Linked DNA regions of Mus musculus: region 1 is linked to region 2. A link is a contact called in public HiChIP or PLAC-seq data. All regions are on one chromosome and are shown on one strand. The core of a region is the stretch at or near the end of the contact, and the rest is flanking DNA. Distances in the headings are between cores, read along the strand shown. Region 1 overlaps Plxdc1 (plexin domain containing 1). Region 2 holds the start of Stac2 (SH3 and cysteine rich domain 2).

Evidence for each region. HiChIP or PLAC-seq counts read pairs in DNA pulled down with a chosen protein or histone mark.
Region 1: an HNF4G HiChIP or PLAC-seq map of pancreatic cancer cells shows a contact between it and region 2. The contact joins the enhancer-like site here to the promoter of Stac2 in region 2. A contact is called at or near these places in 3 of 39 promoter capture datasets (the C10 cell line, neutrophils and pre-B cells), 1 of 484 Hi-C or Micro-C datasets (nephron progenitors), 3 of 115 datasets of contacts at active chromatin or transcription factors (embryonic stem cells and pancreatic cancer cells) and 2 of 9 other capture datasets (adipose tissue and liver).

Annotation. Positions count from the first base shown.
Region 1 is chr11:97,934,622-97,937,404 of GRCm38.p6, reverse strand. The region is part of intron 9 of Plxdc1 (plexin domain containing 1); the gene reads left to right. Among named protein-coding and RNA genes, the nearest start is that of Plxdc1, 50 kb to the left of the region's middle. Within about 2 kb of position 1,309, at least 43 of the 459 cell types and tissues checked have an H3K27ac peak or open chromatin away from gene starts, as enhancers often do. A contact at or near this core is called in pancreatic cancer cells, where this site is marked.
Region 2 is chr11:98,052,020-98,054,802 of GRCm38.p6, reverse strand. Stac2 (SH3 and cysteine rich domain 2) reads left to right here and starts at 1,341. Exons shown (of 11, transcript NM_146028.4): 1 at 1,341-1,910. The coding sequence starts at 1,821.

The sequences.
Region 1 (2,783 bases), core at 60-2,559, 120 kb after region 2:
AGCTTCTGCAGTGCCAGGTAGCATTTTACCAAACACAACCAGGGCCCCTAAGAGGAAAGGCACAGAGCCCCAGAAGAAGTAGCTGGCCTAGCCCCTTAGCTGTCTTCCAGTTACTGCCTGTAGAGTGTGAGAACCACCTGCAAGGCTTGGTAAAAAGGCCAGCTGGGCTGGGTGTGGTGGTGTAGGCTTTTAATCCTAGCATGTAGGAGACAGAGGTAGGCCGATAGCTATGATATTTAAAGTCATCCTGATTTACATTGTGAGTTCCGGGACAGCCAAGGCTTCGTAGTGAGACCCTGTCTCAAAGAAACAAAACAAAGCAAGCCAGGTCAGGGCTGGAGAGGTGAGTCAGCTGTTACTAACACTGGCTGCTCTTTCAGAGGGACACTGTTCAAATCTCAGCCCTCATAGTAGCTAACCAGCTGCAATTCCAGCTCCAAGGATCTATCGCCCTCTTCTGACCTCTGCAGGCACTGCATGCTCATGGTACACAGATAATACATGCAGGCAAAACACCCAGATATGTTAAAAAAAATTTTTTTTAAGATAAATCTTAAAAAACAAAACAAAACAAAACAAAAAAACATCTGGTCTTAGTGGCACATGCCTATAATTCCAGCACTTGAGAGGAAGGTCATCTTTAGTTGTGTAGTGACTCTGAGACCAGCAGACAACAAAATGTGATCCTGAGAGACAAAGATCCCAAAAGCATCATTTTGGAGTGCTTCATCTCATACATTTTTCTTTCTTTCTTCATCTCATACATTTTCTTCCTTCCCTCTTTCCTTCCTTTCTTTACTTTCTCTTTCTCTCTATTTCTTCCTTTTTAAGATTTTATTTATTTTATGTATATGAGTACACTGTTGCTGTCTTCAGACACATCAGAAAAAAAGGCATCGGACCCCATTACATATGGTTGTGAGCCACCAAGTCACAACTGGGAATTGAACTCAGGACCTCTAGAAGAGCAGTCAGTGCTCTTAACCACTGAGCCATCTCTCCAGCCCCATTTTTTTTTAAAAAAGGTTTATTTATATTTTATATGTAGAGTTTATGTGTACTTTCATGCAGTGCCTAAGGAAGCCAGGGGATGTCGTTGGATCACTTGTAACTAGAGTGACAGGTGGTTGTGAGCTACCATGTGGGTACTGGGAATTGAACCCATATCCTTTGCAAGATCAGCCAGTACCCCTATCTCATGCATTTTTAAAGCTGAGGCATGTTTTCTGAGCCTTAGGGTGATGCCTGAGGTGACCTCACATGGTCCCTGGGATCCTGGGGCTCCTGCCAGGTATGACTCAGCATCCAACCCATGCTGAGTCATAGGGAAAAAAAATTAAAGACGGCTCCTGCAGACAAAGCAGTCTCTCCCTTCACCACCAACCCCAGTTAGTGGCCACACCCAACTTAGAGACAAGGCAGTGTAATGAGACCCGGAGTTCCCTGGTGTAAAGATGCTGGCCAGGTGGGGGAGTTTGGGGGCTCTGCTGGTGGGTTGTACCTCTGTTAAAGCAGAGATGCTCTATCAGAGGGTACAAGGGAGCAGAAACTACTCATTTCAGGCCGACACCCACAGCACCGTGGGCTCACTCCAGCCCCTGCTTCCCCCAGCCAGCTCTCTAAGAGCCTCAGCTCCAAATGAGAGTTAATCCTAGGTTCCTGAAAAGCCAGAGGCATACCTGTGAGTCTCTTCTCCCTCTCTTCCATTCCCCCACTCAGGGCCTCCCTTCCCTGCTGTGAGAAGAACAATCTCACTGACCATGCAGGTACCTTGTTTGTATTCTACAATTGTCCCGTTGATTCACAGAGGAGTCCAAGGGTGGCTTCAGCCCTGCAGTTGCTTAGTACTTCTCACCTCACCGTAACATCATGAGGGTCCCTGGGAATGGGTCTGGTGCGGTGGCTGACATTCAAGAGGCACTCAGTAAGGCCCGTTCTCACTCCCTTCTCTGAGACAGTGTTGGCTAGCTCGAGGCTTAACATGTGGTGCGGTTGAACCCAAACTGAAAACTTGGGGTTGTGGTGGGTTTTGGTTTTTTGGTTTTTGATTTGTTTATGCATATGAATGTTTTGCCTGAATGTAAGTCTGTGCACCGTGTACATGCCTGGAACCCTTGGAGGCCAGAAGAGGACACTGGATCCCCTGGAACTGGAGTTACAGAAAGTTGTGATTTTCCATGTAGTTGCTGGGGACAGAACCTTGGTCAACTTGCTGTATACACCAGGAGGGCCTTGAACTGATTCTTGGCCATACACTGCTGCAACCGCTATGGAGACTCAGACTATTCTGTTTGTTTGTTTTTCAAGACAGGGTTTCTCTGTGTAGCCTTGGCTGTCCTGGAACTCACTCTGTAGCCCAGGCTGGCCTCAAACTCAGATCCACCTTCCTCTGTCTCCAGAGCGCTGGAATTAAAGGCGTGCGCCACCACTGCCAGACCCAACCCAGTCTTAGAGGAATCCGCCAACATCACCAAAGAAGCCTGAGTTCCAGTCTCCAAAGTCCTCTTTGTCCTCCATCCCCTAAATAGTGGGCTAGGATATCATGAAAGCAGGAGTGACTGACCCAGCTCAGCCCCTGTGGATGGCCTCGGGAAGCATTGCTTTGCCTTGCTGGAGTGTGGGCACATGGCAGATGCTGTGACTGAGTTAGCTTGCTGAGCATGCTCTCTCTGTGCTAGTGGCTTAGGATCTTACTCTTGGGTTGCAGATATGCCTGGGTTGTGTAGGGCTTAGTAGCTTCCTTTGGCACTAAGAAGGAAGAATGGAAACTTAAGCGGGATGAT
Region 2 (2,783 bases), core at 92-2,591:
CTGGAACTCACTCTGTAGACCAGGCTGGCCTGGAACTCAGAAATCCACCTGCCTCTGCCTCCCAAGTGCTGGGATTAAAGGCGTGCACCACCACCGCCCGGCTATTTTTTCTTTTGAGATAGGATCTCACTATAATCTTAACTGGTCTGAACTTACTTTGTAGATGAGACTGGCCTGAAATTCACAGAGAGATATGGCTTCCTCTGGCTCTCGGTTGCTGGTATTATAGGCATGCACCACCATGCCTGGTTTGGCTTCACTTTTGACTCATTAAGGTGTCTTCAGTCTGTAACCTTAACATTAGGGAGACTGCAGCAGGAAGATGATGCGTTTGAAGCCAGCCTGGGCTACATAGTGCATTCCAGGCCAACCTGGGAGACATAGACAGACCCTGTCTCAAAAATAAAAAATGTAGACTGCTAGGATAGTTTTTTGTTGTTGTTGTTGTTTTGTTTGGTTTGGTTTTTTGAGACAGGATTTCTCTGTGTAGCCCTGGTTGTCCTGGAACTCACTCTGTAGACCAGGCTGGCCTTGAACTCAGAAATCCTCCTGCCTCTGCCTCCCAAGTGCTGGGATTAAAGGTGTGTGCCACCACGCCCCGGCACGCTAGGATAGTTTAAAATCATTCAAGTATAAGGGCCTGACTTTAATCTCCAGCCTCTATTTAAAAGGGCCAAATCCACAGCACTGGGAAAGTAGACAGGATTTCTGGGGCTCCACGGCCAGCCACTCTAGCCAAATTGGCTTACAATGAGAGACTCAGACTCAAATTTCTTGGTAGATGGCTCCTGAGGAATGGAACTGGAAGCTAACCTCTGCCAACCAAACTCACACGTGCGCTTCTCATACAGTCAGACATAAGAGCACGCGGATCATAAACACACACAAAACAGCCTGTTCTCTGCTTCAGGGAGCGTCTATAAGTCTAGTAGTGGTATGTATAATTTGATGAGATTCTAGAAAGGCATCAAGTTAATGGGGCGAGCGGGTCTTTTTCTCTGTCAAGGTGCGGCATCTTCCAATGTGCACTATCAGAACGCTGTAACTTTGATTTTCCTCTCGGCTATTCTGCGGCATCCTCGAATTATTTGCATTTCCAGACTCTAGTATCATTGTCCCAGCCCTCCTTCAATTTTGTCTCCCCACCTATCGGCCCCCATTTCGGGCTTTCCATTGTAAAACTACCCCTCCGCTTCTTTACCCTCCAAACCCCTCCCCATCTTGTCGAGCCCCCCAAGACTCCACCCAGCTGGCCCTCCTAGCCACCACCGCAGCCAATAGCTGAGAACCTTCATTTGCATAGCTGCGCGGGGGAGTGGCGGAGGGAAGGGGGAGGGACCAGGCGACCTCCTAAATCAAAGTTGGGAGGCTAGGACTGGGCGGAGGGGCCGCCGGGTGCAAGGCTGGGGCCGGCGCGGGGAGGGGGAGGGAGATGGGGGGCGGGCGCAGAGGACGGCGGAGCCGGCCGGACTCGGACAGCTCGGTCGTTCCCTGGCTTTGCACATCCGCGCATCCCTACTTCCCTCCTCCTCCCGCGGAGCGCAGCATCCTCTGCAGACCCTTGGTCCTCACACCCCGGGTCGTCCAGCTTCCGCGGCTCGGGGTAATTGCCTCCCTCTCCCCTGCCACACCGACAACTTTCTCCCCTGGTGCCTGGGGTTAGGGGGCTGCTTTGCCTGGGAGGGTTTCTCCTGGGGTCACTGAAGAGCTGCCCCTGGAGAAAGGCTTGAGAGTCCCAAAGAGACGCCCGCCACTCACAGCCTGACCCCAGCGGGCCTGCCGTCGGGTCTCCGCACCCTCTCTTCCTTTATACCCCAACCATGACCGAAATGAGCGAGAAGGAGAATGAACCGGATGACGCGGCCACCCATACCCCCCCAGGGACCGTCTCCACCCTCCAAGAAACCAAGGTAAGTCGTGGGGTGCGAGGCCTGGCCCCGCCCGGGCATCTCTGACTTGGAGCGCTGATCACAGTGGCTGGGTCCCTTTGGGGTTACGGAAGCTAAACCGGGCCCGCGTGATTCCTAAGGCTGCGCGCCGTGCCGGGGAAGGAGGAGAGGGTTCGCGACGAGGGGACCCAAGGAGCAGATCACACGAGCACGACCCGCCAGAACGCGCGAGGCGCCGACGCGCTCCGGCTCCCTCCTGGGCGGTTGTAACTCGGCTTTGTTGGAGGGAATCGGCGCAGCGGAGGCGCAGGGCGTGTGTGGCCGTGTGTAGCGGGTGTGGGCCGGTGTACGCGCGCGTGTGTGCGTGCGGGGCGCACCCTCCCGGGGCCGCCACATCGCTGTCTGCGGCTCCCCGGGGCCCCCTCTCTCCTGCCTCTGAATTCCTAGCCACAACCGTCTCCTCGGAGCGTGCAGACTCTCCGCTTCTCTTTGCTTCCCTACGTGCTCCTCTGTGTGTCTCCGGCGTCCCTCTCTGACCCACAGCAGCCTGGCACGCACCTCGCGGACCGGTTAGGCTGGGGGCCCGAAAGGCTGCGGCCCCGGGTGCGCAGCTTTCAAGCCGGCGCTGGGGGCTGCGGCAGCGCGGGCCGTCGGTGGCGGGCGGGGACCCGGAGTGTTGCGGTTCCAGAGCCAGAGGCAGCCCCACCCCCCGCTTGGAGAACCAGGAGAGGGGAGGAGAGAGGGCAGAATCAAAAGAAGAAGTCATCGTAATTAATGAATGTCATAATTAACCCTAATTATCTATGATTGTTACTCTTGCGGGAGTCACAATGAATAAATTATTCTCCTATGAAGGCAGGCGGAGCCCAGACTGCGGGCACTGAAAGAGGTGGG